Regions from separate parts of the Mus musculus genome. Here regions 2, 3, 4, 5 and 6 are each linked to region 1. Evidence: chromatin contacts called from public Hi-C, HiCAR-type, HiChIP or PLAC-seq and Micro-C data. All regions are on one chromosome and are shown on one strand. The core of a region is the stretch at or near the end of the contact, and the rest is flanking DNA. Distances in the headings are between cores, read along the strand shown. Region 1 has its middle 54 kb from the start of Akr1e1. Region 2 has its middle 32 kb from the start of Pitrm1. Region 3 has its middle 140 kb from the start of Gm46401. Region 4 has its middle 25 kb from the start of Klf6. Region 5 has its middle 13 kb from the start of 1700016G22Rik. Region 6 has its middle 34 kb from the start of Gm35413.

Region 1 (4,288 bases), core at 666-3,165:
GCAAGAATATTTTCTATAAAAGCATGCGTACATGAATTCAAGCCCCAGGAGTCATAAAAATTGAGGCACCTTGTTGGGAACAAAATAAGGGGGGAGGGGGCGCGCTGGGAAGGCCCTGGGGAAGAAGAGGAAGGAAAATGAGCCAAACATCTGGCCAGAGTTCCTGTGCAGGCAGAAGCAGGCAGAGCTCCTGGCGCTTTCCACTCAGCCCCAGGTGAACATGCCTGACCCACGAAGTTGGGTGGTGGTGGTGGTGGTGGTGGTGGTGGTGGTGGTGGTGGAGGTGGAAAAGGGGCAGCCCCTGACCGACGGGGACCCAGGAGCTACCTTGCTAAAGAAAGCCCCGGGGTTGTAGGAGAGAGGGATGAGGGAAGGAGTTCCCAACACTGGCAAGAGGGTGCAAAGCAGATCTAGATGGAGCAGAGACTCTCTATGGTTTAAGATCTTTATTATAGAAAGGCAGGAGGGAAGTGAGAAGGGAGAGGGGGAGAGGCTATCCAGAAAGAGAGAGAAAGAGAGAGGAGGGAGGAGAGAAGAAGACAAAGAGAAAGGAGAAGGGATAGAAGACAAAGAGAAGGGAGAGAGAGGGTGAGAGAAGTGAGAGGTAAAGGAACAAAGGAGTAAGAGTAAGAGATGGGGGCTGAACAGCCCTTTTTATGGTCTTCACTGTTGCTAGGTAACTGGGGAGGAGTTTAGCCTGAAGGTCAGAAGCTTGGGCCGCTGCTTACGTGACTACTGACCATGCTTCTCTTGCAGGGAGCTGTGGAAAGTGGTACCTTAGGCAGGGGCCAGAGTTCCAGGAGCATGAGGGAACGCCTACTGTGTTAAGTAGGTGAATTATGACCAATGGGGTTCAGACCTCAGCTCAACTGGAGACCAGCCTGCAATTCTCCACAGCACCTGGCATATTCTAGTTTCTATGTACAAATGCATACTAATACACACCCATGTGCACACAACCCACCCTTACATGAAAGATTTTTTTTTAAAGTAGGTGTTGGCTAGTTTTATGTTAACTTGACACAAGCTTAAGTCATCTGGGAAGAGGAAACATGTATTAAAAAACTGTCTCTTTAAGATCAGGTTGGATGCAAGCCTGTAGAACATTGCATCTTAATTAGTGATCAATGAGGTAGGGCCCAGCCAATTATGAGATGAACCAACCCAGGGTCTGATGGGTCTGCATGCTATAAGAACTCAGGCTGAGCAAGCCATGTGAAGCAAGCCAGTAAGCATCACTCCTCCAAGGCCTCTGCATCAGCTTCTGCCTCTGGTTCCTGCCCTGTTTGAGTTCCTGTCCTGGCTTCCTTCGCTGGTGAACAGATGATATGGAAGACTACGCTGAATAAACCCTTTTCTTCCCACGCTGCTTTGGTCATGATGTTTCTTCATAAAAGCGATAACTCTGACTAATGCAACTCAGGAATAAAATTAATTCAAACAGTACCTTAGTTATGGATGAGTCAGAGTCAAATCTATCTTACCCTCTGTACCTTTTTTCTTGAACTTTCCTGGACAAAGGCATCATTTGCAAAAAGCAAGAAAAAGTATTTTAAAACATTAAATTCAACTAAATATAATTATATAATTTCCCCACCTTCCTTCTGTTTACACCTGCCAATCCCCCTCCTTCTCAAATTCATGACCCCTTTTAACTACTTTTGTTTTACACATATTCACACACACACACACACACACACACACACACACACAGAGGTTTATTTAGTGATGTTTGCCTGTAAATATTTTTAGGACTGAGGGTCAGTCATTATTGTTGACGTCCTATGAATCTTAGATATAGGAGTAGGAGGGTTTCAGCTGAAAACTACAAAAACAATCTACTTTAGTGGACACGAGTAATGAGAACTTCATGGTCAAAAGGTTTTATTTCCTGATTCCTGCAGATGGCGCTAAATCCTTAGCTATTTTCACAATTCCCGGGACAGGGACTGCCTGCTCATAGCCCTAGTGTTTTCTGATAAAGGTTCCTAATTGTTTTAACAGTAAGTAGTGCTACACTGTGCAAGATTTAATCCTAAAGACAATTTCCTTAAATTAATAAAAACAAACAAACAAACAAGCAAAAAACAAAACAAACCCCAAACCCCCACGTTTTGGCAACTGACATCTGTGGCTTTGTCCTAGTCCTGTAAGCGTCTTTTAATAGAAGTGACTAAGGATATTGCTTTCCTGTGCTTTTATCAAAGGTCATGTTGGACTTGTTTTGCTTTTTTTATTTTTCCCATAAAAATCCTAAAGCTGTAAAAGTGCCCATTATCCATTGTTCCTACTCGCTTCCATTCCCGTGTCGCTTTGTTTGGCTGAATGTCCATCTATGACAACGATAGGCGTTCATAGTGTTCCCCTTAGTCAGTTAAGGAACACTGCATAGCTGTGTACTGAGGAGCACTTTATTATTGCCCCATATGGTTCCAAGGGGAAGTTAGAGTACAATATGACTCACCGACGGGAAACTCAAAAAAAAAAAAAAATCCCAGCCGAGCGAGCGAGAGGGAGAGGGAGAGGGAGAGGGAGAGGGAGAGGGAGAGGGAAGAGGGGAGAAGAGGGGAGAAGAGGGGAGAAGAGGGGAGAAGAGGGGAGAAGAGGGGAGAAGAGGGGAGAAGAAGAGGGGAGAAGAAGACGGGAGAAGAAGAGGGGAGAAGAAGAGGGGAGAGGGGAGAGGGGAGAGGGAGAGGGAGAGGACAACAACAAAATTGCTGGGTTTGAGTCAAGAGTGTGTCTTCCTGACACTTGTTGTTTATTGATTCCAGAGCCTAGCAAAGAGGTTTTATGCCTTCAGGAAGAAATCATAAAATAATGCTTAAGGGTGTCTAAATATCAGAGTTAATGTAAAAATGTTTTTATTGGGCAGATTTACTCATGTTTGAGAAAACATTTTAAGTTCTCCAACAGGAAATAGACATGTCTAATTTCTCAACAATAAGGAAGGGGAACCTTCAAAAATGTAATAATGTATTTTACGTGTTCTCCCCCCTCCTCCCATTTTCCTGACCAGATTTTATTTCTTCAGTTAAATAATTCTAGCCAAAATGAAATCAAACCAGTGAACAAACAAACAAACGTCTGGAAAAACAAACACTACAAAAAGAGGTAGGAGGAGTCCCTAAGAATGGATAACATCCCGCTTGGAAACAACCAATGTGCTTATATTGGTCTTCTGCACTCTTATCCTGAGCTTCAGACAGCTATAAATATTTTGAAGTTCATACAGGATCCATGACTGACTTCAGAGTAAATTCCAGGCTCCATATTTTAAAGTTATATATTAAAACATCTAGCATTCTCAAGTACTTTTTAATGCTATGGCATCCTCAATAGTCCATATTTTTCAAATGGATTGATACATAAATTTGAAACATGACTTCATTTTATTGATATATGAGTTTTAATTTATATTTCAACTAATACACAAAATATTACAGTACTCAATTTTGTGGACTAGTTAACTAACATTAGCATCATTTATTATTAGTTTATACTATTTGGAAAATGAAAGAAAAGAAATATTGTTGGTAAAGAGGCAATTTATGAAATATGTGTTTATTAAGTCAGCAGTTAGGATTATAATTTTAAAAATAATAACATTAAACAATATCAAAGTTATATGTATTATTACACAAATAATTCCCTGCTTTGATTTATTGGGAGTTTCTAAATGGCACCTTCTTTGTTGTGCATTTTTCTTAACACTCCATTAAAATAAATAGTGTCCTAGTCAAAAGGTACCCTTCAGGTCAGTTAAGAATTTTATACTGGTTTGCAGAAAGAACTGAATTACCGTTTGTAACTGGTGGTGGCCGTTTGTAACTATCTGAACTTCATATGGTTTAAAGGCCTTTGAAATAATCAAGAAATTGACAGTTTTCATAAAAAATGAGAGGGAATTATTTGGAGAATACAGTATATGTTTTATTTTTGCCTTTATTATATATATATATATATATATATATATATATATATATATATATATATGTATATATATATATATATAATGATCTGCTAATTTTGAAATAAACTTAAAAATAATGTAAAGCCTGAGGTGTATTACTCCCTCCCTCATTTTTGAAAGAAAGATGTAAACATCTAGCAAGCATAATTCTGAGTCTCTGTGGTCACATTGTCAGTCAGTGACCTTAAAGATAGAACTGAGAAAGTGGGAATGATATTTGAATGGGGAGGATTTTAAAGGGGATTTCTGTACACTATAAAGTTGACTATTATTTTTAAGTCAACATAAGAACAGATTCCAAAGGATCAGTGTGATTAC
Region 2 (4,288 bases), core at 1,255-3,754, 1.9 Mb after region 1:
GGGAATGGGTGGGTAGGGAAGTGGGGGGGGAGGGTATGGGGGACTTTTGGGATAGCATTGGAAATGTAATTGAGGAAAATATGTAATAAAAATATTTAAAAAAAAAAGAAAAGAAAAAAAGAAAGGGAAGTATGCCCAAAGATGGCATACTGAACACAAACACCGAGAATAAATGGATAAAGAGGGAGGGGAGGGATAAGGAAAGGAGGGGGAGAGAGAGAGAGAGAGAGAGAGAGAGAGAGAGAGAGAGAGAGAGAGAGAGAGACTCCAAGACTCATGTGTTAACACTTAGTTCCCAGCAATTGGTGCTTTTAGAATGGTGGGACCATTAGGAAATAGGGCCTTTGGCAGGAAGTTAGATCACTGGGGGTGTCCTTAAAGGGGGTATTGAGGCCTCATTCTTCCTATCTGTCTCTATACTTCCTGGCCATCGTGAAGTGAACAGCTTCCTCTTCCTCGTGTTCCTTCCATGATCTTCTGCCTCAGCCCCTCAAAGCAGTGGGACCAAGAGACCATAGGATGAAATGTCCTATGAGGCCCTTTACCTTCTCAGCTTATTTTCTTCAGGTGCTTTGTCGCAGTGATGGAAAGGTGTTCTCTACAACACTATAAAGTAAGATAATCCATGGCAATAGACAGGACAGCATGCAGTTGTCCCTGAGAAGAGCGTGACCAGCTTCCACCCATCAGAGACCAGCTTTATCTGAAGACAGGAGTGTGAATAAACAAAACCATTCTGGGGCAGCACTTCCTGTCATCTGAACCCCTCTGAACTAACTCTGGACAGTTTTCAAAGTCACTCTGTTCTCTGATACCAGATGAAAAAGTGTGGTCTGCCACCCAAGGCTGACATGCCCAGAAACTTCCTGATCGGTCAACCATGAAAAAGAGAAGATAACAAAGTTGTATTTCTAAATGGAGGCTTGGGTTTGCTACAGTGTGTCATGGGTACATCCCAGAGCTGGGACCTTTTCCTGGCACCTGTATGGATACATAGGCTACAGACAGGGGTAGGGGATGGTAGTGCCTCTACAGGCTACATCCTCATGAGGGCTACCATAAAGTTCACCCAAAGCCTTAAGAAACATAGTGGTTGGGACTGTGAATAATACACTTCATACGGGGAAAACCACAGGGACCTAGAAAGTTCTGAGCAAGCAGCCTCTGAGAAAGTTTCACCAAACCATGTTTTTTCCTTCCATTAATAATCTACACCTGCCACTAGAGGGCACTAGAGTCCCTCTGGCTGGGGCGGTTGCTCAGGGCATTGTAAATCCCTGAAAGCCCTTGAGATGTTAACTCTCCTATGACCCAATTCGGGAACCTGCCAGTATCACAAACGCAATCAGAAGACGTAACACCTGAGTCAGAGAAGTTTCTTGCAGAAATAGCAGTCGCCAGAGTGTCAGTATCTTGGGGACAATTTCTCAGATTTTGTATTGCAGTTCAGAGACCAGTACTGTGCGATGCTGCAGGTTGGTACAACATGGAAATGGAGTCCCTCCGCTGGAAGCAATCTGGGTCTTTTATAATGACTAGGAGGCACACCTGCCTTCTTCACTTAAGGTCCTGCTTTCAAACTTCTATACATTGAATGGTTGGGTTTTGGGTTCAATCCACTGAGATGGGTGGTCTCTTTAGCTTAGAGACTTATTTATTTAAAAAGTTATCAGTGCCATCAATAGGCAGATAGATATAAGCACAGTGGTGTCTCTGAGAAGAGTTTTGGTCCATGTGGCAACGTGAGGATCCCTCCTTAAAGGTTTTAGAGGAAGGTATGGTATTGGGAACTTTCCTCATTTTTGACCACAGTTAGCTGTTGCTGGGAGTAACCAATGGGCGCTGAGTTAAAGGATGTTAGTGATCATTAACATCTTTCCTGATCACCTCTTGCTAAGAAGTTGCCTTAGCTATATGAACCAAATCACTGTACTAACGTTAATTGTCACGGTTCATCAGAAACGAAGGAGCCCTACAAAATGGCATGGCCCTTGCTAACGCACTTGGTCTTAGGCAAAGGCTGAACAGTGGTGGTCTCTGCCTCCTATAGCCACTCCATTGCTGTGACAACATACTGTGACCAAAAAGCAAGTTGGAGAGAAAAGGGTTTATTCAGATTACATTTTAATGATGCTGTTCATCCCCAAATGAAGTCAGGGATACAACTCAAACATGGCAGGAGCCTGGAACCAGGAGCTGATGCAGAGGCCATGGAGGAGTGCTGCTTACTGCCTTGCTTCCCCTGGCTTGCTCAGCCTTCTTTCTTACAGAATCCAGGACCATCAGTCCAGAGATGACAGCATCTAAAATGTGCTGGACCTTCCCTCTTTGATCGCTAATTGAGAAAATGCCTTACGGCTGGATTTCATGGAGGCATTTTCTTAAATGAGGCTCTTTCCTTTTATGTCTCAAGTTGACACAAAACCAGCCTGTACAACACAGTCCAGAAGAAGGACAACCATGACTCATAACATGTGCAGTAGCTTCCACGTCTTTGAAAGCGTTCCCATTTGCTGTCTGTTGTTCCCATTGGCAGATCCCATGGAGGCAGTTCCCTCTTTTCTGAGTGACTCTAGTTTGTGTCATGATGACACAATAACCAACACAGAACCCAGACCTTAGGCCAGTGGCCCATTGCACATCATACAAGAAGATAGAGGCTTAGGCTAGGGTATCAAAGGGGCCTGATCCAGCACTCACACCCTCACTTATCACTCAGCAGACTAAGTGTTCACCACGGAGCGGCTCTGAGCCCTGGTGGCATTCAGATCAGCTTATTCATTTCCTGTCTTTGATGAGGGCTCTGAAGTTATCTTTTATCTCTCTTCTAATACTGTAAAGATGGTCTCCATCTTTTGATCCCTAGGATTTTTTATAATCCTTTCCAAGAATTAAAGCATCTAAATTAAAATAACAAAGAAAATAAGAAAGGAAAGAAATTATTGTATCAATTATTAAAAAGCAGTTGACAGCTAAGCATTGTGGCATAGGCCTGTGATCCTCTAAACATTAGAGGCCAAAACAGAACCCCAAGTCCAAGGCCACTCTGGGCTACAGAGTGAACTGAAGTCTAGCCTTGAATGTGTACTGTACCAATGTCACTTTAGATTTTCATATCTTTGGTGCCAATGTCCCAAAGAACGGTGTAATAAAATGCAAACATAGTGCATATTTGAGGGGTATGGCTGTATATTCCTTTGCACAAGAAAACTTTAGATGGTTTCTCTTTAGTTGGTGAAGCAACTTTGAAATATATGTGAATTTTGAAAACCACAATTCACCCCAAAACCTGGAGCAAAGAGGTGTACCTCCCACATCCTAAACCTTCCTTCTTTAGCCTTCTTCTGTCTCCCCAGACTTATGATAAATGGGTGGCATCCCCTCACCTTGCATTTCTTGGACACTTTCTTCACACACTATTTTTATACTCAATGAGAATTCCTTTTAGGGAAGAAATCATTCTCCTCTATCTGATGATGGAAATGCCTTAAACATAGAGAATCACGGAACAGAGCACAGCCTCTGGATCTTGCGCCTCTGTGCTCATAACTGCCACGCAGCCAACCGCATCCTTGAAGGAAATAACTTCAGCAAGATGACACACAATCTCCCACTTCTGTGACTTGCATCTGAATTGTAGGGGCTCAGTACAGTCTTACTTCAGAAGACAGCAGGTCAGACACATTCCCTATATACTTATTGCACAGAGAACACATGCATACTAATAAAGTTAAATTAAGATTGAAGACTTCCTAATTATTCAGCAGACAGAGGCAGGATGTGGCAAGATAAAGGTCTGCCTGAGACCGAGTAAATTCAAGGCCAGCCTGGGTGACTTAATAAAAAGCTATCTCAAAATAAGCCAGGGTATCATTTGCAAATCTCTGGAAGAGCTCTTTGCTGAGCATGTGTGAGTCCTTGGTTCAATCTCCTAGACCATAAAAGTACAAAAAGAAATATGTACTAGTTAATATTATTCTGAGAGTTGTCATACTCACTTGTTGTCTCTAAATATCTATTAGGGGTTTCTACCCTCACTTCAGACCATATGGTTCCCAGATAAAAGATACAGAAACCTTTATATTTATAATAAGCTGAAGAGCACTAGAGCTGGGCACATATCAATCCTCTATATCATTTTGTCCACTTCCCTATGTTGATATGAGATATCCCTTGCCATGTTCTGCCTGGATTGCTCTTATTCCATCAGTCTAGACTTCATGGCCATACGCTCATGCTCCACCTACCCAATGGCAAGGTTCTCCCTTCTTCCTCCCCTCAATGTCCC
Region 3 (4,288 bases), core at 728-3,227, 1.4 Mb after region 1:
ATAGCTGTGTCTTTTTCTCACTAGAGTAAAAGTGGGAATCGTGTTCAAATGTGGCCATGGGGCATGTTCATATTGGCTCCTCTTCTTCTATTGATCTATTTTTGTTCTCTCTTCTGGTTTTCCTCTGCCATTTTCACAGGACTATCCTATAGCATTATGGCTGTTATGGATTTCTCTGCAATGGTTTGCATATTTTTATCTGCACAGAACATCACACTGACATGTCTTCCCATTCAGTGGTATTGGTATGGCATCCTTCGAGAGGTAACTTCATCACAGGGCTCCACCTTAACCTATGTGATTGGCAAACTTGTAAAAGTACTTGACTGAGAGCATTTTCTCTTTCTTCTCATCTACCTCCCTCCCTCTGAAGTCACAACAACCCCTTCACCAGAGAAGAAAGTCTTCCCGCCACCAACAGAATGAAATACCATTGCATGATCTCAAATCTCCAAGCTCTAAAACCATAAGAGATACATCTACATTCTATATATGTTATTCACACTCAGCTCTTCTATTAGAGCACCACAAAAGGATCCTAAGGGATTCTTGTTGTCTGATTGGGTAGTTTTGATTAAATCATAGGTGATAAGTGGGGGTTGGCAATGTCTCCGGCTAGGTAGAGTTGAAAACACCTTTTCCTCCATAGTGTGTAGCTAGTTTTTATAAAGATTGACCAGGCAATCCTCAAAGCTCCAGTTGTCATAGAAGTATGGAGTCATGACCATGTTGAAAGTTTTACTGAGACTTTGCCATCATACTGTTCTTTTATTTCCTGGCCTTGTAGGCTCTATTGACCCATCTTTCTGCCTAGGATCTTGTGGACAATTAACCTACAAATAAATACATGAGTGTTCTTCCAGTATGTTAAACTTCTTCCCCCAATTATCCAATAAAATGTTTGAGTGTAGAAAAGGTATGTGAGCCTCAAAATGCCTTCTATTCTCACTGTAGTTAGTTGAGAATTTCAAGGAAAGGATTTTTAATGTAGCCTTTGGGAGGGAAGAGGACATCTTTCCAGGTGGAGTGTTGCTGGGAAATGTTTCCCTGCTGGACAAGAGTTATTTGTATGTTACATTATTATGTGTCCCCTGTGGGGAGGGGGCTGTAGCCTCCTGGGTTTCTGGTACTTAACCATTTTATGCTCTATGTGTTTTTGTGAGTGAGGATGTTTTGGACCACTTACTGTAAATGAAATTACATAGTAGGTCCCATCTCTCTTTCTCTCTCTTATCAAATCCGATGCCAGGTTATATTGTTAGTTGTAATAGCTACCGCCTACTCATTTTTTAATCACATTTTGAGTGAATTATAACAAAGAAAACAATGTAACTCATACCAACAAAAAATAACACAAAAAACTTCCTTTCTAATATGGGATGGTTTGGATTTATTTAGAATTCACCAGGCACCGGAAATTTTAAGGAAATTTAAAATTAATTCTCTCTCTATTTGTTTACGTCTAGGACATGCATGTTAGTGCAGCTGTGGAATTCATAATTTTATATTTCTATCACTATAATAATATTATTTCCCATGGAAAATACAGTGTTTTGACTTCTAAATATGCTCATTTAATTATGCATGGCCCAAAAGCAATTTTTTATTAGGTTAAGCTCTGATGTCTGATTAAAGTCGATAGCTGGCATCCTTTAGGGCTTTCTTAAGCATTGGCTGGAGTGGGAGCAGAATGCTTAAATTGCCTAATAGGAAAGAATTACAGGCTATCGCCAGTCAGCCAACATGCACTTGCATAGTTAACCTTCAGATAGCTGAGACTCTGCAAGGAAAACACCACCACGCTGGCTAATAAAGCCCATCACAATAATGGTGTCAATCTGCCCTCTCATTAATAACCCAGCAAAGAGCACATTTCTTTTGCAAACATTCCAGATGGATTTCACAGAAGAATACCAAGTCGACAGCAATGTTGTAAGAGGACCACATTGCACACACCAATTCTGCTTTCCAACTCACTCCTAAGACTGGCAGATAGCCCGCTCTTTGCTGCAGGAGTCCAAGTAATGTCAGAATCCTCCTGGCCAAGATCATGCAAGGAACTAAACAAACAAACTGATCTCCAGCCCTAAGTTAATTCTCAGCTCATCTTTCCCCAATTCGGTCAGGTTTTAATCACTCAATACATTTTAAAGGATCACAGTTTGTAAACAAAAGTGTTTCAGATGCCAAAGGTCATCTGATGCAATGCCAGACAGGGGATGTCCCAGTGTATCTGGGCCTTTTGGCAGAAGCTTACATGATTTACAGGAATTTGCAGTCAGCAAATTACTCAGCAGGCACACGTGAGACTGCACATAGGCTAGAGTTCCACAGCTGGAATCATTTAATCCAATTGTTCTAAGCTTTTGCCTCTAAGCTGGGGGGAGGGGCACTTCGTTAAGGTAAGATCTTCTTTAGAAGCCTGATTTTCACAATGGGTACAAGCAAGGTGGAGCTAACAGAAGGCAAGGGGTGAGGAGGAATTGGCTGCTTCCCTTCGGGGAACTGGCATCCTTGCCCCACGCCCAGCCTCGCACCCCACCCCCCTCCCCACCTCCACTAGCACTTCCTTTTATCTCTCTGAGAACTGTGCAATGTACATTTTAGAAAAGGCTGTGAGCATTGGTTGCGTTTTACATATCTAATAACGGGCTTTTCAGACAGAAAAATGCTTTTTAGAGTGAGGGCTTTTCAAGTTAAGTCAGGTTATGTTTCTGTATGAAGTTCATCTCAAGACCTTACAGCTGACATTTATTTCTTGCTCAGAGAATATCTGTTGTCCGTATGGGTTGCTGGCTAAGACTGGATTCTCTAAGATGTGAATCACTACCCTGGAAGCTTCTTGTGGTCTCTGATCTCAATACCAGACTCCATGGTCGTTCCTGAAGGGAAAGTAGGGTTGAAGGAAGAGGATATGGCCTTTTTATGTCAGCAATCAACAAGCAGCATGTGTGTGTACCTCTGCTCACATTTTGCTGATCTGCCCTTCTAGAAACTTCCCTATTCACAGGGCTCCAAAAGTCAATTTTGTGATTCCGAGAAGGACAAAAAAGAAAGAGAAATGTAACTAAATAAATGTTATTTATACCGTCAAGACATGGTCAAGCAGGAGCTGGGTAAGCTCTATGGTCTTCTGTTCTCCTACAATAGTATAGTGATGCCTGGCCTTGTGTCCAGGTAATTATCTGACATTGTGCTCACTAGTTTTATGTCAATTGACACAAGCTAGGGTCATTTGAGAGGAAGGAACCTCAGTTGAGAAAATGTCTCCATAAGATAAGGATGTAGGGACGCCTATAGGGTATTTTCTTAATTAGTGATGCATGGGTGAATGTGCATCCCATTGTGGATGGGGCCACTCTTAGGCTGGTGGTCCTGAGTTCTATAAAAAAAAAAAATCAGGCTGAGCAAGCCCCAGGAGCAACCCAGTAAGTAGCATCTCTTCGTGGCCTGTGCATCTGCTCCTGTCTCCAGGTTTCTGTCTTGTTCCAGTTCCTGCTCTGACTTCCTTTAATAATGAATGATGATGTGGATGTCTAAGCTGAGTAAGTACTTTCCTCCACAACTTGTTTCTCATCATGATGTTTCATGACAGCAATAATAACCATAACTAAGACAGATTTTTTTCTTTTTTTAATGAGGGTTGAGGCTTGACCCTAGGGCCTTAGGCATGGTAGGTAAGTGTTCTGCTGCTGAGTTTCAGCCCCAGGCCTTCATTTGACATTTTCTGGAGCTGACTGTTTGAGTTTCGTTGAATGCTACACTTTGGTGGATTTCCACAATCCCCCACAGGTCAGGCTGGCCTAGAACTGACTGTGCAGTCTTTGGGAACCTCTGACTTCACCTTGCGTACAAGGATATGCGACGTGTCTACTCAAGTATTCTTTGGAATAGACTATGTTAGGTTTTTATTACATAGTAAAATTCCAAGCATCTAAAAACATCCTGATTAGTTGGAATGATTATTTGATTTGGAAGAGACAGGACAAAGCTGGCAAGTAATTAATGCTTTTAGAGTGCCAACATCAAGTACAAACTATTTAATACAACAACTTAATAAGTCCTGGTCATTTAAACAAAATTGGTTATTTAAAAAAATGTTATTTTACTAGGTTATAAATATTTACCTCTGAATATGCACTATCCGAAGTCATGAAAACATCCCAGATCTGCAGTGTGGTCACCTGTGACACTAAGCAGTTTTGATGCCAAGAGGCTAGAAGGTGAGAATAATAGAGAAGAAAAGGAGAGCCCAGCTCATTGGGAAATATGATTTCTCCCAAGTTGC
Region 4 (4,288 bases), core at 992-3,491, 1.2 Mb after region 1:
GCCAAATGGATGGACCTGGAGGGCATCATCCTGAGTGAGGTAACACATTCACAAAGAAACTCACACAATATGTATTCACTGATAAGTGGATATTAGCCCCAAACCTAGGATACCCAAGATATAAGATATAATTTGCTAAACACATGAAACTCAAGGAGAATGAAGACTGAAGTGTGGACACTATGCCCCTCCTTAGATTTGGAAACAAAACACCCATGGAAGGAGTTACAGAGACGGAGTTTGGAGCTGAGATGAAAGGATGGACCATGTAGAGACTGCCATAGCCAGGGATCCACCCCATAATCAGCATCCAAATGCTGACACCATTGCATACACTAGCAAGATTTTATTGAAAGGACGCAGATGTAGCTGTCTCTTGTGAGACTATGCCGGGGCCCAGCAAACACAGAAGTGGATGCTCACAGTCAGCTAATGGATGGATCATAGGGCTCCCAATGGAGGAGCTAGAGAAAGTAGCCAAGGAGCTAAAGGGATCTGCAACCCTATAGGTGGAACAACATTATGAGGTAACCAGTACCCCGGAGCTCTTGACTCTAGCTGCATATATATCAAAAGATGGCCTAGTCGGCCATCACTGGAAAGAGAGGCCCATTGGACTTGCAAACTTTATATGCCCCAGTACAGGGGAATACCAGGGCCAAAAAGGGGGAGTGGGTGGGCAGGGGAGTGGGGGTGGGTGGATATGGGGGACTTTTGGTATAGCATTGGAAATGTAAATGAGTTAAATACCTAATAAAAAATGGAAAAAAAACATATACGGTTGCTTGCTGTGCATTGTCAGTTGCTGGAGTATATATAAAAATAATAAAGGAAGATATTATTACTTCTTAAGTTGTATTTTCTTTTTTCTTTTAGGATGTACATGTACACAAATATACACTGAGAACAGAATTCAAGGCTTCCCATGTGTTAAGTAAGTGCTCAACCATTAGCCTTTCGCAGCATTTGGGAATCTACTACAGAACCAGTTCTGAACAAATCTTTCTGTTGTCAAAACTGACTTCAATGCCATTGGTGGTTGCCACAAACCCTGGTGAGGAGCCTGACCAGGTCCAGACTTCTTGTAACAGCACCAAGAATAATCAGAGCTACTTTTCTGGGAGATTATCTCTAACGTGTGTTTTATATGTTGCTTTGTACCTTACACTTAAATGACAGGTAACCATACAGTCTTCCCTCTGTGTAGGACAACAGCCTTATTTTTCTAAGATTGCTTATCGGAACTTGTACTGTCCAAGTTGACCCACCTTGCTGGTGAGATCCACCATCGTACATTGATTAGACATGTGAGTTCATTTTAGACACTGAACAAACCAGTTTAATAATGTAGCTCAATTTGGCAGAGGGCTTACCCAGCATGAATGGCAGCCTGACTTGGATGACCAGGACTGTGCACAACTGGGTATAGTGGTGCATGTCTGTAAGGTAGAGAGAAGATCAGAAATTCAGGATCATTCAGGGCCAGCATGGGCAACATCCGACCCTCCCTCAAAACTACAACAGCAGCAATAACGATCAATAGTTACTAGGACCAGATACTGTGAAAACAAATAGATGGTAGAAAGTGGACTAATGTGTAGCTAAGTTTGGAAAACACAAGTGGAGACCCCGCCTGTCTGTTTCCAGTCAGGAAATGTGAAGGATTATTACCAATTTCCAAATGTTTTTATAAGGCTGACTACTGACCTTATTGACCTCGTGCCATCCACTTCCTAGCAGAGATTACTAAAGATCAGTAGAGAAGATGCTAGCAAGATTTTGTGTAGTTGTCAATAATAAATCATTTCCCACATTTCAACAACAAAAGAAAAGAAACCAAGTTTGAAAGTTGTAAGATGAAAAATATTTTTCCTATTCCTATGTGAGAAACCCCTGAGAAGTTCATGGCTTTTGGCCATTTTATTACAATGACCTCATATTCTATCCATTAAGTGCAATCACAAATCACTCTTTAACATCACCTGAGAGTATAAGGGTTATTGATCACACCTGAGACTGAAGTCCTTTATGTTCAAATATCCCAATTCTCTTGAATTACATAAGACTATTATTCTATAGTTCAGGTATTTCCGTATCTACTATACCCAGGACCTTGCTGGACTGTAGCGTACTTGTTCTTTAAATGTGTCTACTTAAGTGTAGATGCTGTTCTTAGACCTACTTCCCAACCCAAGGAGTCCAGTCTGTGTAGGATGATTGAGAAAGAATGTGGTGATTCACTTCACCTCACACCCTACAATGGTCCATGAGTCAGAAGACGGGTACCTGGGTGTGGCCATCCACTGAGCCTCAGTACTTCCAATGCTCATTATTTCTGTTCTGGGAAAATCAGTGAAGCTCCAGCAATGACAGCCTGACAGGATTCCCTGGGCTTGAGCTTCTGTTCTGAGGTATGTGTACGAGACACCACACCTTTCTTCCTCAAAAAGGAAGAACCCTGCTGACAAGGATGATCGATATGCAAGGAGTGTCCTTCTAAATATATATTGTTGGGTAATGTCTTATCTCGTAGGAGGCAGAATGGATAGACAAAGTGATTTGGGGATGGAGACCTGTGTTCTAATTGATACGTCACCAGCCACTCTTGGCCTATTTGTATTCTTAATGAAATATATAAGAATAGAAAAATTCTTTCACCCCAAAATATTATTGAGATTATATGATATATGTACTCAGCAAATATTAATTCTCTCTCCTTTATTGTTTACAGAATATAATTGTTCTAGAGGAAATCAAAGAATTATTCAGGGAAAAAGAATGCTCTGGGTGGTAGTAACTAGACAGAGTGAAACATTACTAGAAAGTGTCGCTCACTGTCCTCCTGCTGCAGGGTCTGTTTAGTGTGTTGGAATCTTGAGCCCCGTGAGTGACAAGCATGGAAGTGACAACTCTTTCACATCGGTTCTGCAGATGAGCATCAGGGAGATTAATTTATTCCTGGAATAATTTGTTTGAGAGGTGGTTTGATCCTGGTGTTCGCTGCTCTTGCCAATGTGATTTTTATCTCGTACTTAATTCAACTATGGAGCTGTTACGGTTTTTATTTCCCAGAGAGTTTGGGACTTGCTCAAACATTCTCAGGCCTCAATCCAGCCTATTGCTCTGCCTGTTTCTGCTAAGACAAGTACAAGCTTGCCTTCCAATGACCTCCAATCAAAACCAATCAAATCTGCAAAGTTAATTGTAGTATTGCCTAAGCACTCAGAAGCCCAATAAATAATGAATGCTTATTAAACCATATTGACATGATAAATATTTTTACACGGTGTGTTTATTCAAGAGGTCTTGAAGAAAAAAAAAAAAACAGTCTCTTAGAGAACGACATTGTTTTTCTACCACCTGAGTGGAGCGAAAGCTGTGATTAAGGATCTATAAGTTTTATTTGCAGACTTTCAGTTCTGCCCTAACTTGGTTGAAACCATGGGTTCCGTCTTTCATTTCCTGAAACAAGTTTATTGCTGAGTCCAGCCTCTGGGCATTTGTATACAGCCCTGATGACCAACCGCTGCTCTAAGACCATCAAGGTCCCCCCAGTGTCTTCCATCAGGGGCATTTGGGGGGCAACCATGTCTTGATGGAGGTCTTCAGTTCGTTAGGGAGCTCTTGTGGAGGGAGGAGGGAGGGCTGTGTTAGTGGTGTGTGCAGTCTCTCCCACACCCTCACGCATAACCAGAGGTCTGAGAGCAAATGAGGAAGGAGTAAATGCAAGAGGTTGTCATTTCAGTTGTACATGGATCTGTGGCTGAACCACGAACTGACCAAGAAAGGCTCAGGAGAAGTGGAAAGTCATCAGATGTTTCCAGTTCAGATGAAACGCTGGAGGCAAAGGAAACTAAAAGAAATAGGGAGAGAGGGGCGGGGGAGATGGAAAGAAGAAAGGAAGAAGAAGGAAGGAGGGAAAGAGGAAGAAACTGAAGAAGAAGGAAAGAAGGAAGGAGGGAGGGAGGAAGGGAGGAAGAGGGAATGAGGAAGGAAGGATGAAGGGAGGAAGTGGGGAGGAAGAAAGGAAAAAAGGAAAGGCAGAAGGAAACGAAATGGGGAGTATGCATCTCTGCTCCTTTGAAAGAAGAGATTGCCCTTCACTGGCCTCAGGTTGTCTAACTCATAGGGCCAAATAAGTGGTTTGAAAAAGCAATACTGGCTTGAGCCCCAAACTGTGTTTGGGGAAGTGTGATGTTCACTCAGAATGAAGATGTTGAAGGAGACCAACTTCTCTTTCTCCTCTGCAGTTTGTGTCATCAGTTTCCAAGGATCTTTACCAGAACCA
Region 5 (4,288 bases), core at 902-3,401, 1.2 Mb after region 1:
CACAGCAGCAGGAAAGGCTGTTGATCATCTGCCAGAATCTTTTCTTTTCGTTTGTCACTATTGAATGACACAGAGGACATGAAGCCCCTGTCAAACGTACAAGTTCAGAACCCCAAATCAGAGATCCTAATAATAGCGCCTGGTGTATAGCTGTCTTCTCTTGGAGAACTAATGAGCCCAGTTCTCCTATGATCTTAACCTGGTATCTCCAGAAGAGCTGCTGGATGTAAGCGCCCTACTCTTTTTTACGTGTTCCCTCCCTTGTCCTTCACAACAATTCTTGTCAGGTAGGTTTTGTACTCTCGTGGTACACATAAGGAAACTGAGGCTTGGAGAGGAAGCTGACTTGCTTATCCATAGAAACATAGCTGGAATGTTCTTTCTGTGGTTAGAAGCATTTAAATGTGCTGGGAAGGAGAGAAACTCTCACTTTTGACCATCTACACAGAAGACACACCACTAAAACTGTAGATCACAAATCATTTTCAAGCCAATAGCAGAATCATTAGCAAAGGAGAAAGAGACCATTGAGTCCAGAATGACAGCAAAGTAGTTCAGAGAGACAGAGTTTAACTGGTGCTAAGTGAAGACCAGCAAATGGAAGTCAAAGAAGACACAGCAAGTTAGAGGCAAGGGAGAGGCTATGTTAGCTCTTTGCTGTGGTCCAGGCTGGCAGGGAGACATATTGACTGGAATTTAGGTTATTGTGGGTAAAGAGACTTAAGACTGAAAGTGGTCTCAGCACAGCTCTGAAAGCTAAGGATTTAAGAAGTCTTTTGAATTCCTTATCAGTTAACAATTGATGTATGGTAAAGGTCAATTCTCTGAATGCAAAACCCTGACCACCAAGGAGGGAGCCTGAAGGGCTAGGACGAAGTGGAGATAAGTACAGGATTGAACCGGTTCTGTTGGAGGCAAAGCAGGAAATGAGTAGCCTGGTTGAAGCTCTGCCTGTAAACTCTTGGTAAATGGAAGTAATCCATGGTAGTCTTAGCATTTCTTCCATTCTTCATGGGACTGCTTCTGTCTGCTGATGAGGGACCACACCATTTAAATGGACTGAAATCAAACTATTTCTCTATCCCCAAATAGTAGCTTTGAGACTGGGAATAATCTGTGTCTGTGGCCATGGACAGAAGATGGGCCACCTTTTTAGAAAGAGTTTTTTTTCCCCAATATGAGCATCACCCTCCCCTAGGAGAATGTGGGACTAATCCAAGGGTGTTGGAAGTTACATAGCAACTAATTCTTCAACGGTGTTTATGAAACGGAAGCCTAGCAACTCATGGAGGAGTCAGATCCACAGGATCTCAGTCCATGAGGCTTACAGTTACAGTTGTAACTGATTCAGAGGTGGTCACATGTTGCTCACCCAGAAAGTAACCCCGGGGCTGCAAGTAACAGGAAAACAGCCATGCCCATTTTATTCATATTTTATAACCTACAGTAAACATTTACTTAGCAATTCCACCCTGTCTATCACCGCCTTAGACACTTATGCAGAACTTAGAGTCATACTGAATGCCAATATGATGTTAATTATTGCAACCAAAAGAGGCCTGTATCGTTAGACTCTGATGAATTTTTAAGATACACTGGAGGGGAAATTGAGTCATAATATAATTCTCTATGAGGGTTTGAAAGTGTGATCCTTAAGATCCTTCTGCTCTGTGTGACAAGCAATACGATTTTTAAGCTCAGACAAAAGTGGGTGTCTTTTGGTTTAGGGTTCTCTTTTCACCAGGAAATCCCCTCTTCTAATAGGATTCTTTTTGTTTTGCTTTAATCCTTAATCTAGGGGGAATGTCCCATCCCTGTGAGTCATCAGAATGGCTTCTCACAGGTAAGACCTAGAAAATTCCTGAAATGCTTCCCCTGATACTGAGAAACGTACTCAAGTCAATTGAGAAAGACATTAAAGGGGTCTGATGAGAAATCTAAATCCTGTGCCTCCTACCCTTTGCGGGGATGTTGCCTGAACCATGAACAACGTTTCCTGGATTCTAGAAACAGGCACATAGTTTGGAATCTGCAGCTGCTGGACAACACCAATTGGGAAAAATAGTAGCACAAAGGCAATAGATAGCCATCTCGCCTTGAAGACGCTGACTCATGCAGATGAGTCATTTACAATCGGCATGGCGACGGGTCTCAGCGGGACCAACTCAGAGAACACTGTGCGCTGAGCGCTGACCATGTAAACAGTGCAAACTCCCTCTTGTGATTCTAGGAAAAGAATCTTAGAACCTTTAGACAAAGAAATCAGAGAGGAGTGTGGCTGCTGTGTGGGTCACACCAGCAAATCCAGGCAACATCCGGACCTTACCATTCTCAGTTCTGATATCCGCTGGCACTGGAGCCCAGAGCTCAACATTTGGGTAAACATTCCACACTGGAGTGAACTACCTTGGTGACCTGAGTAAATTATGAATTCCCAAGACAGAATTACGGTGTCATCGAGTGTGACTGTATGTAGCTGGGCATACATTCATTTCCCCACTCAGATTAGCTATAGCATAAATAATACAGAAGCACCAACCAGAGCCAAAGGTGCTCACTGGAAGGTTCTTTTCTGGTATTAAAATAATGAGTGTACGCTCCTTAAGAACCTTCTAGCAACATGTACAAATAAAGCCACACACAGTGACAAACTGTGCTGCTTGGAGTTTAGCTGATGACATCCTTGTTATTGAAACAGGAAATGACTCAGCCTGGGCTAGACCAGAAAAGATCATATATTATATTCCGTTTTGTTGGCTCGTTTGAAAAAAAAAAAAAAAACCTACCGCAAGGCAACCATGCTTGTTTTCAGGTTTTTAATTTATGCATTCTAGCAAATAAGAAAGAATTTCTTGATAAGCCATTATTAAAATGTTGCAAAACAGGTTTTTCACAAATGTTAGGATCAAATGACTGCTATAAGCTATAGAAGATATGTTTACTATTTTTAAAGGGGATGGGTTAGGGTATTGGAGTCCAGATAGAAAACCTCTCAGCCCTAAATACTAACATTTCTATACTTAGCCGGAGCCTGGTCTGTTTAGATAAACTGATTTTGAACATAATTTTATGTTTATTGCTTTTTTGACTGCATTATGTCTGTGTGAGAGTGTCAGAAGCCTGGAACTGGAGTTACAGATGGGTCTGAGCTGCTATGTGAAGGGTCAATGCTCTTAACTGCTGAGCCATCTCTCCAGACCCTCGATAAACTTTCAAAAAATATTTTAATTAAAATATATCACTTCCCTCCTTCCTTTACATCTCTCAAACTCTTCTTTTCTAACCCATTCAGTCTCAAATTGATAACCTCATTTATTTTGTTTTTGTTGTTACATATGTACGTGTATATACACAAAAACATAAATATAACCTTATATATAATTCTTAACACATTACTAAATACTAGAGTTTTACTAAAATTCTGATTTTTTTTCATTATGACCTGGCATAATCTGAAGTTTACCTTTGTCTATTAAAACTTTGCAGGTATGATAATTGGCAATCAAAAGCAATTAATCCAACAGACAAAAAAGTTGAACATAGATTAAACATTATAAATTTTTACATAAATAACTGAACTATTTTACCCACTGAACACTCATAATAATCATAATAGTCACTAAGATAACAGTTTTAGAACAATACTTTTACCTCTGAAATATTCTTAATTAGAAAATTATATCTTGCATTCAATAGTTAGCAAATAGTAACTAAGTTGTGCCCCTCCCCTCCCCCCAGAGCTCAGATGATTCAAATGGAAAGGGTTTCTGGTCTCTAACCTTAAATGTGTGACATCTTTTGCCAATCATTGGCTTTCTTGATCTGATAAATCTCCACCCAATACAATACACGTATTTTTTGCAAGGTGACTGTTACTGTTGGATGCTGTGTTAGAACATGAAACCACACACAACCACAGCATACGACCACTTTGGCCTCTGTGTACATGCAGAAGAAACAGGCTCCTCAGACAAGGTTGGTCAGACTCAAGTTCGACTTCAGGACACCCATGGCTGCCTCCTGTTCTGCTCTTTGTAAATGCATCAGCCGGAGGGCAGTCTGCTCAGAGCTTAGAAAGCTCTAGACTTTAACCAAAAAAAAAAAAAAAAAAAAAGTCTTTTCCCTCCTTAAATCTCAGGATGAATAGTTTCCATCTGTAATTGTTAGTTTTATATTTTTAAATAGTAAACTCTGAAACAGAATGTCTCATTATCAGTGAAGTGATTCAGGCGTCTGCTGTGTACAGCTCTTTCGGTAGAAACACAACGCAGCCATTTTTCTCGGGGGG
Region 6 (4,288 bases), core at 1,323-3,822, 1.1 Mb after region 1:
AATATAACTTCTTTGATTTGGGGATTATAGGGGTTGGTAGACTATTTGCCTAGCACATAGAAAACCTTAGATCTGCTCTCAGCAAGCACCAGCAAGCAAATACCTGGAGTGGTCATGTAGTGTTCTTGAAATACCATCATGTGGTGGGTGGAGACCAACCAGAAGTTTATAGTTATCCTCAGCTACAATGGCAATTCAAGGTCAGTCTAGACTATATGAGATAGTGTTTCAAAGGAGAGAGAGAGACAAAGCGAGGCAGAGACAGATAGAGACAGATAGAGAGACAAGAGGCAGACACACACAGAGAGAAACAGAGATACAGAGGCAGAGAGAGAAAGAAACAGAGAGACACAGAGACAGAGTAACAGCGAAAGACAGAGACAAAGAGAAAGAAAAGAGGGGAGAAGGAAAAGATGTAGGGAAGGGGGAAGAAAATAGGATAGGTGGACTACTAATGACAGCAAAACTAAGATCGGTTTTAAACATGAACTCATATTTATGGTGAAATAATTCCTGGTCTAATATTGAAGCCTGTTTTTCAAGTGTAGACTCAAGTCTGCTCATGGTCTGAAGCCTCCTAAAGTGAGAGAGAAGACATGAGCTGAATATGCAAAGGTTGGATCTGAATTGCTGCCATATTCACTAAAATAAAGTTGTCTATGTGGAATGTGGGTGTTCTGATGTTATCAGAGACAGAAGTCATAAGAAAACAGAAAGTCCAAGCTGAGGCATGACTATGATGGGAAATGACCTCTGATACCATCTTTCCTTCTATGAAAATGACATTTTCTTCCCCCACCCCCAACAACTTGCTAAAAACACTTCTCAAGTCATCAATGCATCAAACTGAAACTAATACCTGTCACTGTGCCCAGAATCCACCATAACAAAGAGTATTTGGACAAAAGGTTGGTATAAAGATACATATGCTGACAGTCATGGCATCTAAGATCGGCTGAGCCACTCTGACTCCAGACTCTACCCAAAACATTAATGTGCAGCTGAGTTCCGCTATTCTTACAGAAATGTATTAATGATGCTTCTGATAACAAAAGGGACCCAAATAACACTATAAAATGAAATAAAATTCCACTGACAAAAAGGTTATGTTTGATTATGAAAAGACAATACTAGTTTACTCACAGGCTGACAATTTTAATTTTTCCTTCCTTTTTTTTAAATCTTTTATTGATTTATTATTATTTTTTAGAGGTGATGCTAGGGACCAAAGCCCAATTCGAGAATCTTTCACACAAGAGGCAAACACTCTGATGCTGAAATACATCCCAAGGGAGCACCCTGTTTATACTGAGATCTTAGAAATAACACCCAATAAAATGATGAAAGCTGAGCTTGTCAGTCTGTGTAGTACTTGTACATGGGGCTGGCTTATGTAGAGGACAAAAAAGAGCAATGTTATCAGCATTAATATGATATAGATTTTGGGGGGAGAATTTTCCTTCTATTGTAATTATATTCATGCAGGTTTGAAACCATTCAAACAGACTCAGTCTGAACCACTGAAAATACAATGATTTTCTTTCTTTACACATCTTTCAGCCATATGGGCTATGGCTACAGAAGTGAGAAGAAAATGTAGAGGCTTGCAGCAGACAGCAAAACAGTATCTGAGCTGGCAAATAGATATTTATAACTATAAGCACAATGCAAAGACACAAGCATGAGTGCAGAGATGATGTCTTCACCACACTTTCCTACACACCCTCCAGAAATTCTCCAACTACTGTTTTACTGAGCTTATGGATATGATAGGCCGCCCCAAATAATATCTTCGTGCTATTGGACTTAAGTCAGGCTGACTATGCGGCACGTTATATCCCCAGGATATCTGGATCTTTGCCTTATTGTGAAAATGAACCAACTAACTGTCATCTCAGAGGCCACTATATACACGAGGCACAATGATAAACACAGGGTCTTCCTGCCCACCCAGGGTCAGTCACAACCTTGCCCACAGGAAGCTTTCCCCTCTGCCTGCATTACAAGCCTTCTTCCCTAATTCCTTGATATTCAACTTTGGTTTGAAGAACAAGACCTTTACTGCCTGAGTCCACAGCCATTTGCAGAGTACCATGTGCAGATTGCATAGTTGATGGATATAGGAATTGTGCCACCCAAAGTCAGAATGGAAGTATTATGCAGGCGCTTTGGAGGATGTGGGAGGTTAGTTCCTGCCTGGGAAGCCTTAATCTTGGACGGGTCATCAGCCCTAACCGGACACTGGGATCTGGGACTCAACTTTACCAGGAAATTCTGCCGAGAGAGAAGAATATCTGGGGCTTCCTTGTAACTCCCCCTCCAGCTTCAGAGTAACTTGAAAAGTGGAAAACAAAAGACAGAAATGAGAGGCAGGCAGCATGTACTATACAGCAAAGGCCTTTGGAGGTGTGATAAGGATCAGGTAATAATGGCCTCTCACTGAGTAATCCAAAGTATTTCACAGTTTTTCTGGTTCAGCCAGTTAGTTGTGAGGAAGAAAACACCCCCTCAGTAAATGAGGCCCTTTGGAATGAGGGCTGGGGTTTATGATAAGCATAGTGGGGAAGTGCCCTCCACACCCAGGAGGGTCATTGTGTCAGCCAGTATGCATGAGTCATTTTCCACCCAAATGATGTGTCTCAAAAAGAGAAACTCTCAGCATTTACTCTGATTTTTAACCTATTGCTAGCATCTGTCATTCAAAGTGAGCTGAGGTCTTTTACAGTCTTAATCACAGAACTCCATACCTTACTGTTCAAATCTGTCCTGGTTCATCTGAGGCACGCATGGAGTTCCCTGTGACGTCAGTAATAAGTGACCTATTTATCACTACCCCTGAGGTTGCTAATCTGAAAATAGAGATTTTAAGACATAGAGCATCAGAAAAGTCATTCCTTTCTTGTATTCATAATTAGTAATATGGAGGGAACAAAAACAGAACAAGATGGAAAGCTAGACGGAAGCATCCTCTGAGATGCCTGGGTTGCTGTAACTAACTCACTGGGAAAGTTAAAACTGCCTCCCTGAACATCAGATCAATGTTTCTATAATCAGAAATGTTCTCCGTGCTCCCACACACCTTCAGTTAAAGACTTCTTCAGTGAGTTACTACAGGATAACAGGTCCAGACTCTGAGTTAACAAAACATTACCTCATCCACAAACAACTCCATTAACTGTTCAGACCCTAAGGTCAAAAACCCTTTTTCTAAGTTTCTGGAAGTTTCTCTACTTTCAAAGCAATTACAAACGTGACCTTTCTGTCTCCCTAAGAGCAGACAGCTCGAGGCAACTCCATCCAAATCAATACAGGGAGAGAATCTCAGGACTTCTTTAGAATGTGTGCACAAAAGAGGTACCATGTAATTTTAGAAAAACACCAGTTCTGTCTTACATGGAGATAAATATGAAGAGAAAGCACTCAGCAAGTGTGCTGGGATGTGGGGTAAGGTGGGGAGAAAAATCCTAGCAGTTAAGAGAAAATGGAAGCATGGAAATAAGACAGTTTGGAGCATTGGGAATTGTTGGATGGATTCAGCATGACTCCAGTCAGTTTAGAGGCAAAGAGACAAATGTCACTACCATTTAGTTTGGGTATCATCTTTTCCTTCTCTTCATAACTAAAGCCTCGCCCAGATAATAATGACAGATAAGGATGCCCTGTCCAACATGGAGATCATAAAATCAGGAGCTGATGTCATTGGGATGAAAACAACAAAGAGAAAAAGAGGAAGAGGAATCCAGCTGTTGAATGCATGCTTACCTCAAGGCGCCTGGACACCAGCTGTCTGAATGTCCTTATATAGAAAAGGTGGCCTGCTTCAGCTTCTCCTGTCCCTCCAAGGGAAACTGTATTGCTGGGTAGCATCAAACAAAAGAAGAGAGCAGGATGACTAGAGTCTAGACTGTTTCAAACACCTTGTCATGTTTCTCTTCTGAGTAGATCCCAGACACGTAAGGATGTAGAGTAATTTGGAGTAAAAGTTTCTTTGAACTATGTCTAATTACAGAAAGGCATCCAATCTGACGACAGTGATCAGTCTGTCTGGTCTAGCTCAACGTTCTTCTAAAGATGAGCTCCTCAGTACCTCCTGCAAAGCTCTGTCCTTTCTTTTAAAAGTTCCACAACCCCAAACAAACAAAAAAAGACAAGAAGCAGCACAGGAGCCTAAGTCACTTCAATGTGAGAAGGAAAATACATCTTAAAGAGCTAAATTACCTAAAGAATTCAGAAAATTTGCATTTAAACATTATTTCAACGGAGATAATCCAAGGAGGCTGTATTAACT

Evidence for each region. Hi-C and Micro-C count contacts between places; a contact is called where the count stands out from the background. HiCAR-type assays count read pairs that join an accessible place to other places. HiChIP or PLAC-seq counts read pairs in DNA pulled down with a chosen protein or histone mark.
Region 2: a HiCAR-type map of fibro-adipogenic progenitors shows a contact between it and region 1, with 27 times the contacts expected there. The contact joins two enhancer-like sites. A contact is called at or near these places in 2 of 15 datasets of contacts at CTCF or cohesin (CD8 T cells and large pre-B cells), 1 of 484 Hi-C or Micro-C datasets (nephron progenitors) and 1 of 115 datasets of contacts at active chromatin or transcription factors (fibro-adipogenic progenitors).
Region 3: a Hi-C map of uterus shows a contact between it and region 1, with 2.4 times the contacts expected there. The contact joins two enhancer-like sites. A contact is called at or near these places in 3 of 484 Hi-C or Micro-C datasets (the 3T3-L1 cell line, bone marrow-derived macrophages and uterus), 1 of 115 datasets of contacts at active chromatin or transcription factors (the NIH/3T3 cell line) and 1 of 9 other capture datasets (embryonic stem cells).
Region 4: a contact with region 1 is called in an H3K27ac HiChIP or PLAC-seq map of embryonic fibroblasts, with 17 times the contacts expected there. The contact joins two enhancer-like sites. A contact is called at or near these places in 1 of 15 datasets of contacts at CTCF or cohesin (the NIH/3T3 cell line), 6 of 484 Hi-C or Micro-C datasets (the G1E-ER4 cell line, bone marrow-derived macrophages, cerebral cortex and 1 more), 3 of 115 datasets of contacts at active chromatin or transcription factors (embryonic fibroblasts, embryonic stem cells and pancreatic cancer cells) and 1 of 9 other capture datasets (bone marrow-derived macrophages).
Region 5: a Micro-C map of muscle stem cells shows a contact between it and region 1, with 7 times the contacts expected there. The contact joins two enhancer-like sites. A contact is called at or near these places in 7 of 39 promoter capture datasets (cranial neural crest, frontonasal cranial neural crest, hippocampal neurons and 2 more), 18 of 484 Hi-C or Micro-C datasets (3T3-L1-derived adipocytes, the AML12 cell line, the MC3T3-E1 cell line and 11 more) and 5 of 115 datasets of contacts at active chromatin or transcription factors (embryonic fibroblasts, embryonic stem cells, epiblast stem cells and 2 more).
Region 6: a contact with region 1 is called in an H3K27ac HiChIP or PLAC-seq map of bone marrow-derived dendritic cells, with 10 times the contacts expected there. The contact joins two enhancer-like sites. A contact is called at or near these places in 5 of 484 Hi-C or Micro-C datasets (the C2C12 cell line, bone marrow-derived dendritic cells, bone marrow-derived macrophages and 1 more), 4 of 115 datasets of contacts at active chromatin or transcription factors (CD8 T cells, bone marrow-derived dendritic cells, embryonic fibroblasts and 1 more) and 1 of 9 other capture datasets (bone marrow-derived macrophages).

What each region holds. Positions count from the first base shown.
Region 1 is chr13:4,660,611-4,664,898 of GRCm38.p6, forward strand. No RefSeq gene overlaps it. Among named protein-coding and RNA genes, the nearest start is that of Akr1e1, 54 kb to the left of the region's middle. Within about 2 kb of position 1,916, at least 112 of the 459 cell types and tissues checked have an H3K27ac peak or open chromatin away from gene starts, as enhancers often do. A contact at or near this core is called in 3T3-L1-derived adipocytes, the C2C12 cell line, the NIH/3T3 cell line and 8 more, where this site is marked.
Region 2 is chr13:6,514,472-6,518,759 of GRCm38.p6, forward strand. No RefSeq gene overlaps it. Among named protein-coding and RNA genes, the nearest start is that of Pitrm1, 32 kb to the right of the region's middle. Within about 2 kb of position 2,505, at least 18 of the 459 cell types and tissues checked have an H3K27ac peak or open chromatin away from gene starts, as enhancers often do. A contact at or near this core is called in fibro-adipogenic progenitors, where this site is marked.
Region 3 is chr13:6,057,849-6,062,136 of GRCm38.p6, forward strand. No RefSeq gene overlaps it. Among named protein-coding and RNA genes, the nearest start is that of Gm46401, 140 kb to the left of the region's middle. Within about 2 kb of position 1,978, at least 100 of the 459 cell types and tissues checked have an H3K27ac peak or open chromatin away from gene starts, as enhancers often do. A contact at or near this core is called in the NIH/3T3 cell line and uterus, where this site is marked.
Region 4 is chr13:5,884,765-5,889,052 of GRCm38.p6, forward strand. No RefSeq gene overlaps it. Among named protein-coding and RNA genes, the nearest start is that of Klf6, 25 kb to the left of the region's middle. Within about 2 kb of position 2,242, at least 111 of the 459 cell types and tissues checked have an H3K27ac peak or open chromatin away from gene starts, as enhancers often do. A contact at or near this core is called in the NIH/3T3 cell line, bone marrow-derived macrophages, embryonic fibroblasts and 2 more, where this site is marked.
Region 5 is chr13:5,843,155-5,847,442 of GRCm38.p6, forward strand. No RefSeq gene overlaps it. Among named protein-coding and RNA genes, the nearest start is that of 1700016G22Rik, 13 kb to the right of the region's middle. Within about 2 kb of position 2,152, at least 292 of the 459 cell types and tissues checked have an H3K27ac peak or open chromatin away from gene starts, as enhancers often do. A contact at or near this core is called in 3T3-L1-derived adipocytes, bone marrow-derived macrophages, embryonic fibroblasts and 1 more, where this site is marked.
Region 6 is chr13:5,767,284-5,771,571 of GRCm38.p6, forward strand. No RefSeq gene overlaps it. Among named protein-coding and RNA genes, the nearest start is that of Gm35413, 34 kb to the right of the region's middle. Within about 2 kb of position 2,573, at least 85 of the 459 cell types and tissues checked have an H3K27ac peak or open chromatin away from gene starts, as enhancers often do. A contact at or near this core is called in the C2C12 cell line, bone marrow-derived dendritic cells, bone marrow-derived macrophages and 1 more, where this site is marked.